Regions from separate parts of the Drosophila melanogaster genome. Here region 1 is linked to region 2. A link is a contact called in public Hi-C data. All regions are on one chromosome and are shown on one strand. The core of a region is the stretch at or near the end of the contact, and the rest is flanking DNA. Distances in the headings are between cores, read along the strand shown.

Region 1 (6,725 bases), core at 3,278-5,777, 55 kb before region 2:
CAGCCCGCTGTGAGGGCATTGAACACTTCCTGCTGCCGCTGGTGGCTACGCTGCCCGACATGGACTTGATCATCAATACCAGGGACTATCCGCAGCTGAATGCGGCGTGGGGTAACGCGGCTGGTGGTCCCGTCTTCTCCTTCTCCAAGACAAAGGAGTACCGCGACATCATGTATCCAGCGTGGACATTCTGGGCCGGAGGACCGGCCACCAAGCTCCATCCTCGTGGCATTGGACGCTGGGATCAGATGCGCGAGAAGCTGGAGAAGCGAGCGGCAGCTATACCCTGGTCACAGAAACGCAGTCTGGGCTTCTTTCGCGGTTCACGCACCTCGGACGAACGTGATTCTCTTATTCTGCTCTCGCGCCGCAATCCGGAGCTAGTCGAGGCTCAATACACCAAAAATCAGGGCTGGAAGTCGCCTAAGGATACACTGGACGCACCGGCTGCTGATGAGGTGTCCTTCGAGGACCACTGCAAGTACAAGTACTTGTTCAATTTCCGCGGTGTGGCCGCCAGTTTTCGTCTGAAGCACTTGTTCCTCTGCAAGTCGCTGGTCTTCCATGTGGGCGACGAGTGGCAGGAGTTCTTCTACGACCAACTAAAGCCCTGGGTGCACTATGTGCCGCTCAAGAGCTACCCCAGTCAGCAGGAGTACGAGCACATCTTGTCCTTTTTCAAGAAAAACGATGCGCTGGCCCAGGAGATCGCTCAGCGTGGATACGACTTCATCTGGGAGCATTTGCGCATGAAGGACATCAAGTGCTATTGGCGCAAGCTGCTCAAGCGATATGTGAAGCTGCTGCAATACGAGGTTAAGCCGGAGGATCAACTTATTTACATAGGGCCTAAAAAGGATGAGCTGTAGCGAAATGAAATGTTATTGTGTTTAAGCATTTCTCATTTTGTATTAAGTTGCTTAGAGCAGCGTGAATCTCTCTGTCCGCATTCCATGCATTTTTGATGTCCAAGATTTAGAGAACAACTCGAATATTTTCCTATTTATATATATAGCATTTATACAATCTTTATAACAATCGAAAGCCATTTGTTTTAAGACTCAAAGTTTAAAATATATTTGGAAGAAATATGTAAATTCTCTTTAAATTTTAATTATGACCCAGCCAAGGATATGCTTTTTAGTTGGAGCCCTAATCCTCTCCTGCACTTGCGTTTCGTGCTCCAAGGACAAATGCGCTGTCAACGAACACAACCCAAACTCAAATAGTTAACTATATAGAATATAATATAATATAACCTTTTCAAGATTTGTATCCTTCAGCCAGCTACGACTTTGTGCCGCACATCCTGCACGCCCTGGCGATCCATCGACCCTGCGTAATCGGTGATCCGAAATGCCTCTGCCATGTGGCGACCATTCAAAGGGATTTGGAACCGTATGTGGACAAGGGGATTACACCTGAGATGATGGCGCAATCCAAACGATTGGGCACTTTTTACCAGATAATCCGTGGACGCATCTATCGCCAGCAGAAGTGCCTGCATCCCAAGCGATGTGCCGATGTGGAGGATCTGCTCTTGGACATGGCCAGTGGTGTGGCAGACCTGGAATTCGTTCTCAATGTGCGCGACTGGCCGCAGGTGCACTTCCTATCCGGCCTAAGTGGTCCGGTGTTTTCCTATTCCATCACGAATCGCCACCTGGACATCATGTACCCAGCATGGTCGTTTTGGACCACCACGGGACCCATCCTGCAGCACTATCCCCACGGTGTGGGTCGCTGGGACTGGATGCGAAAACATTTGGTGGCCAGGGCGTCGGAGTTGCCGTGGAGTGCCAAGCGCGCTATTGGTTTCTTTAGGGGCTCACGATCCTCGCCAGAACGCGATAGTCTAGTCAGGCTCTCGCAAAGGCGTCCAGACCTGGTTGATGCCCAGTACACGATACTAGCGACGGATGCCGATCCCGTCGAGAAGATGCCTTTGGTCGAGCACTGCCAATTTAAGTATCTGTTCAATTTTCGCGGTGTGGCCGCCAGTTTCCGGCTGCGGCACATACTGCTCTGCCGCTCGCTGGTACTTCATGTTGGCGACCAGTGGCAGGAGTTCTTCTACAGCCAACTGAAACCCTGGGTGCATTACGTTCCCGTGGCCAGCGACGCCGATGTGGATGAGCTGGCGGAGTTGATTCTATATCTGCGCGAGCACGACGATCTGGCGGAGGAGATTGCGGAACGGGGACAGCAGTTCATTTGGCTCCACCTCCGAATGGAGGATGTGCAGTGCTATTGGAGTAAGATGCTCCAGGAATACGCAAAGTTGCTCACTTATAAAGTGCAACGGGAGCCGGGACTTCTGGAGGTATCCAACAAGAAAGCGGTGCAGCTGTACCGCGGAAAATAAACTTAGTATTTACAATCTTAGTTTTGTACCAAAAAATAAAAATCTGTATAATTAATTTTAAATTCAAATTTAAATCAGCCAGTGCTGCCACACCCAACAGCCAACTCCCCCCACTAGTGTGACCACACACAATCCTGGGTCAATTGTTACGTCACTGGCCAACAGCTGTTTGAAAGTTTTGATTTGGATTCGCTAGCATTACATGGATTCCGCATCATGGCAGCGCAGCTGAATCCATTCCGCAATGCCTTCCGGCTGCCGTCCAAGCAGCGCATCAACTGGTTTCCCGGCCACATGACCAAGGGTATGCGGCAAATTCAGCAAAAACTACGAAATGTAGACTGCATAGTCGAGATTCACGATGCACGCATCCCATTGGCGGGCAGAAACTCCCAGTTCTTTGACACAATCACCGGTGAGTACGTTTACAACCATAAGCTGCCACTTAATACGGGACTCATATTCCCCAGGAAGTGGTGTTAAACCGCATATTCTGGTGCTGAACAAAGTCGATCTGCTGGGCGCCAAACAGCAGAAGAGCGTGCTCCAGCAGCTGAGGAGACAGCAGCCCGAACTGCAGCACATCCTGTTCACCAACTGCAAGGATCAGCGCAACAACGGCGTGCTGGACATCCTGCCCCTGGCAACGCGCCTCGTGAGCGAGAGCAGTCGCTTCAATCGCACCCAAGCTGCCGAGCACAATCTGATGATCATCGGCGTGCCCAATGTGGGCAAGAGTTCCGTGATCAATGTGCTGCGAAATGTGCATCTCAAGAAGAAGAGCGCCGCACGCGTGGGTGCCGAGGCGGGTATAACTCGATCCGTCGGCGAACGCATCAAAATCCAAGAGAATCCGCCTGTTTACATGATCGACACACCCGGCATCCTCCAGCCCTCCATTAAGGATGATGAAATGGGCATGAAACTGGCCCTGGTGGGCTGCCTTCCCGATCATATTGTGGGCGAGGATCTGATAGCCGACTATCTGCTGTACTGGCTGAATAGCCACCGCAAATACGACTACGTGGAGATGCTAAAGCTCAGCTCCGGACCCAGTGACGACATCAGCGCCGTGCTGGCGGAGTACGCTCATCGGGAGGAGCTATTCCACAAGGTCAAGCAGTACGACGGACGCGTGGAGGTGATGACAAATTTATTGGCGGCCGCGCGAAAGTTCATTCACTTCTTTCGCTCCGGCCAGTTGGGTCACATGAATCTGGACGAACCCAGTGGTTTCAGATAGCTATACATATGTATGAATTAAACTTAGGGGCTTAGATTAAAGACTGAACAGTCGATTCTGCTCGCGTCCTTATTGATTTTCCGCCATGGGCACATCGATGGCAATGTCGCCAACGCCGGGCACGGGAATCGAGTACGAAACACTAGCCAAATCGTCGGTATCATTGGCTAGATCCATGGGTGCATGGTGCTGCGGCGCCTGGTCCACCTGTGGCGCGATTCCACCAAGATGTCCAGCCAACTCAGCGGACTGATCCACCTCCGGCGGCACTTCGACGGGCGCACTGCTAATGTGCGGATAACTGGTGCGCGAGGCCGCCAAACGCAGCTCCTCCGGCACGCCCTTCATTCGCATCGCAATGTGACGGGAGTAAGGTGCCATCTTCTGGAAATAGTCAATCAGCATTTGCGGATCCTTCTCCACGATCTGTGCCGATGGCACCAAGTCGAACTCGTCGCAGAACTGCCAGCGCACCAGATACTTGATGTCGCCCGTCACATCCGTTGCGCCCACGATCTCGGCCAGCTCCAAGCCGCGCTCGTAGCCGCGCAGCTTCTGGATCTCTTCGCACTTGGGTTTCTTCTCGCCGCGCTTCTTGGACTTGGCGCGCGACTCCTCGAATTTCTGGATGAGATTCGGGCAATCGCAGTTCTCCTCGGGCTCCCAGGTGTTGTCCGCCGACGTGTAGCCACGCCACTTGATGTAGTACTCAACCTTGCCTTCGCTGGTAATGCGCTTGTCCATGATGCGCTCCACCACGAAGTTGGGCTCGTTTTTAACCATTTTTTATTGTGTTTTTACAAGATTGTTTACAATATTTAAAATCGGCTTGGTTTTTTTCACTAGTGCCAGTGTGACCGTTTGCTGACTTCAACAACAGTTACAATAGCAACATACTTCTGACAGCATAGAAAACGGTCACACTCGCACGCGCTTGCAATTCGAATTCAGGTGAAATTTTAAAGCTCAGGTGCAATGGAATCCGAATCCTCGCAGGATGATTGGTCCGCATTCGATCCAATGTCCAGGGAATACTATGACCAAGTGGGCAACCGTTACACTAACGAGTCTGGCCAGAAACTAATCATGGAAGCCCCGCTGCCGCCAAAGGACGAAAAGGAGCAACGTGCCACCAGGCAGGCGAAGTATCCATACTTGGTGGTTCCAAAAAGCAGTCCCTATGTGACCGAAAAGATGCTAATCAACTTCTTCGGTCGGGCGCTCATCAAGGAGATGGAGTTCCGCCGCTTGTCACGCGTATACTTTGTCTACTTTGAAAATATCGCGTGAGTTTCTTCAAGCACTTTCGCAGGTCATTCAATATTTCGAGCGTATAATCCTTTTTCCAGATCCCTGGAGACAGCGCAACAGCGGGTGCAGCGTTACCCGAACCTGATCAAGTGCATCACTGGTCGCCCGCAAAAGGAGCGGGAAATCACCAGCGATCCGGTGACTTCCACTGAGCCAATGCCAACACCAGGCCCAGCAATTTCGGCCACTGAACGTACGCCAGTGAATCACAACAGAGAGGTTCCGATCTCGACCGGAGGACAAAATCATCCGGAGTTCTTCCGGCCACCGCTGGTCACCAAAGATGATTACAAAAGAGGTTCATTGTTGGCCACCAACGACCCCATTCAACGCTATCTCAATGTAAAGTACGAATTCGCACTGGAGCGCCATGATATCTACAAGCTTAAGGATGAGACCAGAATCCCGCAGGTCGTTCTGCACTTTCGTTCGGGCAGAACGATTCCTTTGTTAGTATAGCCACCTGGTCACGTGCCCTTGATTAGCTAACGAGTATAGTTTCTGCATCACTCAGGTCAACGGTTGCTGTCACCGAAGAGGATAAAACTAAAAGCCTGCTGGAAGACGGCGTCAGCAAGTGCGTGGTTTGTCAAAACTGGACAGACACTTTCTGCAAGCTGTGCAAAATGCCCTTCTGCAATGCCTCCTGTTTCGCCGATGTGGCAGAGCAGCATAAGCAAGCTTGCGGCAAGGGTGAGATACTTAACCTTGACGAAAAGGTGGGCCGGAAGTACCCCAAACCCGGCTTGCCGCCGTCTGGATCTAAAGTGAGAATTACTGCATTCGAGCAGACTAACGTGGTCTATGTGCGCTCGGCGGACATTCAGATTGACATCGCCTATTATACAGTTCTCACGGAGGTAATGATGCTGGGCAAAGATGCCTCCAAACTGCAGAGTACGCCAGTCTGCGGACAAATTGTGCTCTACAAGTTCGAGGGACATATGTCGCGCGCCATGGTGCTAAACGTGGATAATATCAAGGAAATCTATGTAGTGTTCATTGATTTCGGAAGTGTTGAAGTCACGCAGCTGGAAAGACTGTATGAATGCAGTTCGTATTTAGCTGGTTTGACCTGCTATCCCGTAGCCGTTAAATTACGCGGAGTTCCCAGGCGCTTTGTGGGTCCCAACATAAGGGAAGTCATGTACGAACTCGACCAGTCCCTAGTTTTTAATATCAAGTACTCGTCACGTGAGTACGATACCAGCAAGGGCATGCAGGTCGTGGTGATGACCGAGATCGATATTAATAGGAGCCTCAACCGCCTTTTCAAGACCATCCTAACTCCTGTTGAGCCGTCTGTCTCGGACTTGGGATACAAAGAGGACGTAAGCCAGAACTTAAAAAAACATCAAGTACACAGTTGTCATTTGCATTTATTCGGTTTCAGTGTCTTCCATACATTCCCTTGCACTGCGGAAAGAACATAAATGTAGTGGTAATGGACAACACATTCATCCAGTGCGGCTTTATCTACTGCACCTCCATAGATCTGGCTTACGAAGTCACCAAAATGCAGCGAGACATACAGGAGTATGGTGAAAAGATTGCCAAGTGCGCAACCTACGCACCGCCGTAAAGTTACTCGCCGTTTTCTTTTGTCCATTTAACTAAAGCGCTCTTTCATTTAGGATAAATGAGCTTTGCATAGCTAAGTACGAAGGCAAATGGCGTCGAGGTCTCTCTGTGGAGTTAGTAGGAGATGGTTATCCCAGCATTTTGTTCATTGACTACGGAAACATAGTGCCAACACATGTCACCGACATACGTCCCTATCCGCCGCAGTTTATCTTCCCTATAATG
Region 2 (7,360 bases), core at 1,893-4,392:
GACTACAAAATAAAAAAAAAGACATAAGAAATATTTAAGAATTTTAAATTATGAATAGAATACACAACTTACTTAGCACGGAGATGAGTTCCCTTCGCTGAGCCTCAAACTGCTGCTGCAGAACATTGAACTTTTCCGTGTCGCGCACGCTTTTTAAGTAAGTCTTCCGTCCGTCCAAAACCAAATCAATTAGTTCGAATATCTGTTGGTACAATTGCTGCTTTAGCTCAGTCTCGCTAACGCAGTGGCTGCCATAGCGAACGCTAATGTCAATGAGGCGAGTCAGCGTGTCACGAACTCCCGCACTGCCAGCCATCGCAGTCCAAGGTAGATTCTCGTAGGAAGGTAGTTTTTCGTGGCTCAGTCTAAAGCTGCTTGCGTGCTGCTTTCGATACTTGAACACTTGTCCCAAAACGTCTAGGACAATGGAGTTTATCTCGTTGACAAAGTGGGCCACTGATATGGTGGTCTGATTCTGAGCAGCGATTCGATCGTCAGCAATATCCGCCAGGGCCTCGAACACGTTTTGAAACCTAGACAGCTTTACGTAAAATATATCCTGGTAAGTTAGGCTGCCCTGAGGCTCCTCATGCCATAACGCTACGGTGGCATCGATAGCCTCTTCAATCAGCTTGGGCAGTTTGGTCTGAATGGATCGCAGAGCCATAGCAGCCACTATCTTCTCGCTGATATCGGCTAGAATACAGCCGGTGGGTTTCAGCGAATGGCTTCCGCAAGGTATGACATTTAACTGGAACGAAAAGTATTGATTTTGTTAACAAAATCAAATAAATAAACAAATAAATATTTTGTCCTTATACCTTGTCCCAAACTAAACTGGAATGCAGAAACGTTATGAAGTGCTGGAAAGCAATGATCTTGTCCCTTAGTTGGTTGATAATCTGCATTGAACGAGAGCTGCCGATGGCATGCCTATTCATTTCCTGATCTGCAAGTGCCTCCTCCCATCGGGGATCGGCTATTGGTATATCCTCCGCCAAGTCTTCGGCGATGGTAATAACAATTCGATCCAACTTGTAAGCATCCATGGGTGCACCACTTGGATCGGCTGCAGTGACATTACGAAGCAGCTCATCGACGATCGTCTTGACCATATTGCTGTTGCGTTTCATGTGATATAGGAACGCTGCCTTTAGTTGACCAACTTCATCGCTTAGTTCGTTGTACATTTCATCCGGATCCAGTTCGAAAAGGTGAAGATTATTAGTACTGTTAGTCAAAGCAGAATGATCGGCAACTGCGAAACTAGCATTACACGAATTGGGAGCATATAAATCTGGCGTGTTGCAGGAGCTCATGTTCATCATTTCAGTACCATCAAAATCGCCCGGTGTAATAGAAACTAGGCCATGTGTGCGACTAAAGAACAATGGCAATTGGCTGCAGATGACGGCACTCAAAATGCGATCATCGTGCTGATGGAACTCGATCTTTTCCGCCTCTAGCTCTGCTGTCGGCACCGAGTTGGTCAAGTGCAGAGGATACACAACTTTAGAAGTATACAAATAGATGTGGCTGCTGCCTACTACAAAACGCACGCTGAGGCAATCCTCCTCAGTCTTGGCACTAAAGAATTTGTTCATATTGAGCGGCGTGAACGATTCCAGAAGCATTCTTTCAGCTTGAGCAGTGCCAGTCACTAAAATACTTAACATTATATACCATATCAAGATTTGCTGTCACATACTTCTTACCCAGAGCGTAGCACATTTGTGGAGCGTGAGCAGCATTCACAGCTCCAGCCAGTATATAAGCTTTGTTCTTAACCACGTGAAAGTCCAACAGATGGAGATCGATCTCCAAACTATCCGCTGGGAGTCGGAACTTCCAAAAGTTCGTTATAAACTCTTCGCGTATCCTGCGCAACATATCCGCATCCTCGTACAGAAGGTTTTCGGTGTTGCCATTGTTGGACAGACTCCAGCGCTGGATTGCACGATCAGAGAGCACGGCCACAATGGTTTCTCCACTTTCTAAATTGCTCTCGCAGCACATGCCGACCAAAGTCTAAAAAACACTTCATGAGATTTTTGTCCCATGCTGGACGAAGATACTTACTTGATCCTTGTCTGCACCCGTGTTCATTCCAATCAAAATGGAGGCAAACTTTTTGCCAAAACCACCAAGGAAGCTAGTGGCAGGCTTGATAGTCTTATGGTGAAGTGTGTAACGTCCGTTGGTCAGTCCGACTCGCAGGAATACCAGATTGCAGGTGGTTGTAACGGCTAGGTAGCCCTGCTGCGTTGGTAGACTGAGCAGCTGGACAAACTCTTGGCCAGTTAAGATGGAAAGATCCACGGAGTTCCCATCGTGCGCAATCGATGACCAGTACCGAACTTCTCCCGTGGCTGATACCGCTATGCAGGAGGCCATTTGCTGACCCTCCGTCTGGAAAACACTGATTAAATCACTCTTGTGACCCAGGTCACTGTAAGGTAAAGTCAATTCACGGCACTGGGCCAGACCACCACCACGTCTTGCCAGTTTGCCCACACGAGGTGGCGAGCCCGACTTGGCCGTGTCCTTATACTGCCAAATCAAGAGGCGTCTGCCTTGGACAACCTGAAAAGGTAATCGTACTGATTGCTGAACCAGATACAATGAGAGTTGCTGATATATTACCCAAGCCCAACCGTTTTGCGTCACTTTGGCTGTTACTGTGCCCGCTCCTGGACCTGCGAAGGTTAGTGCCTCATTGACCACCACCGGCAGTGGACAACCGAAGCTCTCTACCGAATTGTAATCGGATCGGATGCCGGCAATGGACTGAGTGGAACGCACCGACAAGCTGAGCCGGCTGAAAAGGATTGTTTGATGAGTGGGAAATTCCAGGAGAATAAGTTAGCACATACCTGTTGGTCAGGGCAGTCCTTTTGAGGCTCCCCGACATCTGGGCGCAACTGGCGCTGCCGCCAAAAATTGATTTACGCGTGCTGTCTGCCGAGGCTGCTGGCATGCTGTACCTTCGTGCACCTGGTGAAGATTCGCGCGATATGCCGTATAATTGCTTCTGCAGATTTCTCTCCATTTTTGTGCTGGCTCTTATTTGGGAAATGCCTATAAATCAAAAATAAACAACTACTTTTGCAACAGCAAACAATCTAGCCGGCATGTGTGTGAATCGATTTTTGATGTCGCAATATCGAAATCACAGCTGAGTACATTTGAGTTATTTATCGATTAGAAGTCACGACATTATACACAAAGAACACAAATTTAAATATAGGAAATTATTTATACTACATAAATGTATTTTATATACTATATACGATGAATAATTAAACTTTGGTAAACAAATTTTTAAATTAATAATTATATTAACTAATATTTGTGAGTCCATCTCTAAGACAAGTTCTACACGATGCCATCGCTAAGTCAAGACTAGAATTATTTCATAGATTTTCGTAAACAAAGCGAAAAACTCGACATAGATGGCCACCTGGACGCAAAATGAGCCGACAGGTGTCACCAAGCGCAGGCGTTGGAATCTGGAAGGTAAATCTCTGAGCTTTGATTGATACACGTTCATAAAGTGAAGATGTTTTCCCTTACAGATCGTGCCTCCTTGAACAAACTTAAGCATCACATCGCCGAGGAGGGATGCCCCCAGATGCAATACGATCTGGCCAAAGAGTTACTCGATAATTCCATAGGTGAGTGTAAGGATTTGCTCGAGAATTACAAGATAATGAAGATTGCTATGTCCGCAGTAGAGCCCAATCTTGCCAAAGGCAATCAGAGCCAGAAGGCCGTCAACTGGCTGGTGAGTGCAGCACACAATGGACACGAGGATGCAGTCAAGCTGCTACGCCAGTGCTACAACGATGGCAGCGGTATTACGGCAGAGAATACGGACGAAGTGCGTCGCTGCCTGGCTATGACGCCTGGTGAGCGGGCTGCCAGAAAAGCAGCCCGGGAGCTTTTTGCCTGCCTATCAAATGGAAACGAGCATATAACGCCCAAGCAGCTGGAGCGCAAAATGCGGCGCATCTACAATCTGCAACGCAAGCGGCGTCGACGCGATGATGACCGCTCCTCGTCGAGCAGCGAGGGCGAGCAGGAGCCGGAGTGCGAACCGCTCGAAGATGTGCCCACCATTGACCTAGCCAATGTGGAGCGACGCCGCCTCATCACCGAAGCTCACCTCGTTTCGGCAGCTTCCAATTACAGTGCCGGACAAATGCCCAGCGTTAATGATGCTCTCACATTATCCGTCCCGGATCCTAGGAGCTTGGACCATGTACCCTGCTTCTACCGCATGATCTTCCACCCGCTTATCTTCTTCACCCTGTTCTACCACCGGCTGCTTAACTTGATTGTGTCCATACCCAACGTCATCCCTCTGAGCGTGCGCTGCAGCGTGCTCGTTGCAATCTCTTGGTGGAGCAGCCGGCATATGCTGCCCCTGGTCAGCTATTATCTCAGTCTGGGCATCATGATCTGGGCCACGTGTAAGATGCTGAAAACCAAACAACAGTTCGTGGACTTTCGCATCTGGTCGGGACTGTTCCTGAGCTACGGGGATCAGAACATCGAGGCGGACATTGCGGAGCATCGCTTTTTACGCAACAATATGAAGCCGTACCTGTACTTCTTTTGTGCCTTCATTTGCAACCTGATTGTCTACCCGTTGGTCACAGACGCCTGGCTGCCACACTCGGAGCTGACTATAATCTCTGGAGCCTTGACCTTCATCACCATGTGCGTGTCCATGTACGCCTCCTCCCACCAACTGCCTGACTGGCTAGTGATTGTTTCCTTTGCCGTAAATGTTCTTGCCAAATATCCGTACGAAATGGACGAGGTTGTGTCTACGCGCTGGCGCTTTCTTGACCTACGCGTACCTACTTTCTCATCGTTTGTCATTGGCAATGGCATTGAATTCTGTTTGAATTGCCGCACTGCCTTGTATCTCTTTATTCCGGTGCTGCTAATTATGATGGCCAAACGCTCCCGTTGGCATGGAGTCTACACATTCCTCATCCCGCACTGCGTCACGCTCAGTTGGCTGCAAGTGTGCATAGCCACCTCGCAGAGTTCCACCGTTTTTGGAGTGATGCGAGCAGCCCTCGGCTTGGCTGGAATCGTCCTGTTCCTGCCTCTGTTCGGAATCGTGGCACTTCTGGTGCCTGTCTTCGTGGCCATCGATAGTTTAGGACTGGCTAGTGAGCAGCTTCGGTGGGGCAGCACAGCTCTCGCCTGCGGGCTGGTAGTGGTCCTGTCCTGCATTTTGGCGCTTAACCGAGCTACCCAGAAATACATTACAATGCTGCAGGTAAGTGTAATATGGTAAGGTTTTGTTCATATATTAACTAATACCTTTTCAGCTAATCACGGCGATCACAACAGCGTGCTTGTTGGTCTTACCCTATATGACATCGAGTTTTAAGGATACGCCGCGCTTCAATGCCATGCCCAGAGCGGGTCTGCACTCGCTTTCCGAGACGAATACTCTGCCCTGGGATCGCTTTCATGCACTTTGTGCTCAACCTGTCCACGAGCAGCCGAATAAGATAAAAGCCCAGCTGCGTTGCTCCCTTCTGAATGGAATGCCCGTGATATGGGAGGGCAGCGTCACCAAAGTGGAAATCTCGCGGGTGTCCAATTTTTTGGAGGATACCATTGCGAACTATTTGCCCGTTTGGCTGGGCAGGATGCTGCGCTGCTTGCATGGCGAGAATATATCGCAGCACTTCAAATGCGATCCCAAATTGGATGCGCAGTGCGAGGAGTGGCGGAGCGTGTTCAAGACATTCAATGCTCAGAGCGGTAGTTGCACACTGCAGCGATGGAATCGCTACGAGTACGAGCTGCTGGTCAAGGTGGGCACCAAGAGGAGTGGCCGTCTACTGGGTCGTTCCACCACCACAGATGTTATCCTACGAGCTCACCATGACTTTGGGAACTTCACACGGCTCCTAAGCGAGGGCGATGTTGTACTATTCTATGGAATCCTGCACAATTCTCGGCTTTTGGCTGACAACGTGCAGGTGAAGCTGAAAACCATCGAGTGTGTGGAGTGCCGGTCGCGGGATTTGGGTACGGCCAGCATCGAGCGAGTGGTGGCCGCTTCACCCATGGATGCACGCCTCCAAGATTTGATGAGAGGCATCAAGTATTTGTTGAACGCTTTGTTGAATCCTTTAATTACGTTTAAGTAATTTTCATTAAATTAAAAAACACAGGAGTATGAGTTTCTTGTAATCTGCTCACCCCATTTTTTTTACTTTAATATAATAGATACATATGTATTTATTTAAACTGAAAAATATTTACGAAATTATATTGGTTGATTATGATAGTGTTGTAAAACAGCTTTTCAATTGTCGTTTTATTGGTTCTTAAAAATATATAAAGATCCTTATCACACGCATTATTTTTTGCTTTGTTTGTATTTAGTTAAATATGTTATCGGAAGGTAACTGATCCACACCTTTGACATTCCATTTGCAAGAGTCCCGAGTTGTGAGCGTCTTTTGTGGAGATGTTAGCGAATATGGAACAGGTGTTTCTAGGAAATCAACATTTTCCAGGCACTTTAGCGAAGCAAACAACTCAACATCCGGGTCTAATTTCAGTTCAATCTCCTCATGCAGCTCACACGGCTCCTTGCAGATGAACTGCTCGGGTGCGTTGACCAAGAACCGGACTCCCTCGAGCAGGAGCTTCCTATGAGCGGGATTATCCACTCCCAGCATGATCAGATCGCTTACGATAATAAGCTTGCAGCGTTCAATGCTGTCGTACCCCCGCTCCAGGAATTTACCAATGTACTTCTCCATGGTCAATAGCACCAACCAATCGCGCACAGCCCGTCCACACATCCTAGTTCTTCTATTATAATCTCTAAATCTCCAAATTGAACACTTTAAACAACAGTTACAACTGGAAACCGTTACAATTTACCGGTTAGATATGACATTTTAAGGCATACGTACTCAATAAAATTGTTTTATTAACCGGCTGCTTTTCCTTATTAAATAAATAGCTACCTAAATATATAAGCTTAAAATACAAATTTTAAATACATTTTCAATGGTCATGCTTTTTATGAACAATGAGGGCACTAGACTTATTAGTTGGGCAACACTGTAATTATTATTATACATTCGAATTTTAAATTGTATTTCATTTGGATCTAGTACCCCTGGCGGCGCATGGATACTTTTCGATAACCTTATCGAAGCCAATCGGCCAACGTCCATCACCAGCTGTCAGCAGAATTTATTTCTCTCTCCACACTTCGGTGCAAAGTGTATTTAAGTGGCCAAGCGGTCGGTGCTCGAGAACACACGCGTTTCACACACCTGAGAGGGCTGCAGTTGTCTGGACGGTCGCG

The links. A called contact is a pair of places that touch in the nucleus more often than the background predicts.
Region 1: a contact with region 2 is called in a Hi-C map of the Kc167 cell line, with 5 times the contacts expected there. A contact is called at or near these places in 36 of 107 Hi-C or Micro-C datasets (the Clone 8 cell line, the D17-c3 cell line, the Kc167 cell line and 11 more) and 1 of 7 datasets of targeted methods (the S2 cell line).

Annotation. Positions count from the first base shown.
Region 1 is chr3R:22,743,383-22,750,107 of dm6, reverse strand. vret (vreteno) reads left to right here and starts at 4,527. Exons shown (of 6, transcript NM_142835.4): 1 at 4,527-4,894; 2 at 4,958-5,368; 3 at 5,434-6,250; 4 at 6,313-6,497; 5 at 6,554-6,725. The coding sequence starts at 4,584. It overlaps HP1c (Heterochromatin Protein 1c), which reads right to left and starts at 4,488. Exons shown (of 1, transcript NM_142836.3): 1 at 3,503-4,488. The coding sequence starts at 4,391. The coding sequence ends at 3,678. CG17141 reads left to right here and starts at 2,509. Exons shown (of 2, transcript NM_142837.4): 1 at 2,509-2,780; 2 at 2,836-3,662. The coding sequence starts at 2,582. The coding sequence ends at 3,608. It overlaps CG31139, which reads left to right and starts at 1,052. Exons shown (of 2, transcript NM_170040.3): 1 at 1,052-1,228; 2 at 1,284-2,418. The coding sequence starts at 1,117. The coding sequence ends at 2,365. It also overlaps rumi.
Region 2 is chr3R:22,686,389-22,693,748 of dm6, reverse strand. Nup133 (Nucleoporin 133kD) reads right to left here and starts at 3,142. Exons shown (of 8, transcript NM_142823.3): 1 at 2,874-3,142; 2 at 2,644-2,818; 3 at 2,080-2,583; 4 at 1,716-2,028; 5 at 822-1,660; 6 at 73-751; 7 at 1-2. The coding sequence starts at 3,049. It overlaps wfs1 (wolfram syndrome 1), which reads left to right and starts at 3,369. Exons shown (of 4, transcript NM_142822.3): 1 at 3,369-3,516; 2 at 3,576-3,674; 3 at 3,732-5,296; 4 at 5,349-6,207. The coding sequence starts at 3,453. The coding sequence ends at 6,182. It overlaps Gclm (Glutamate-cysteine ligase modifier subunit), which reads left to right and starts at 7,239. Exons shown (of 1, transcript NM_001275916.1): 1 at 7,239-7,360. It overlaps CG17625, which reads right to left and starts at 6,900. Exons shown (of 1, transcript NM_142821.3): 1 at 6,342-6,900. The coding sequence starts at 6,845. The coding sequence ends at 6,417.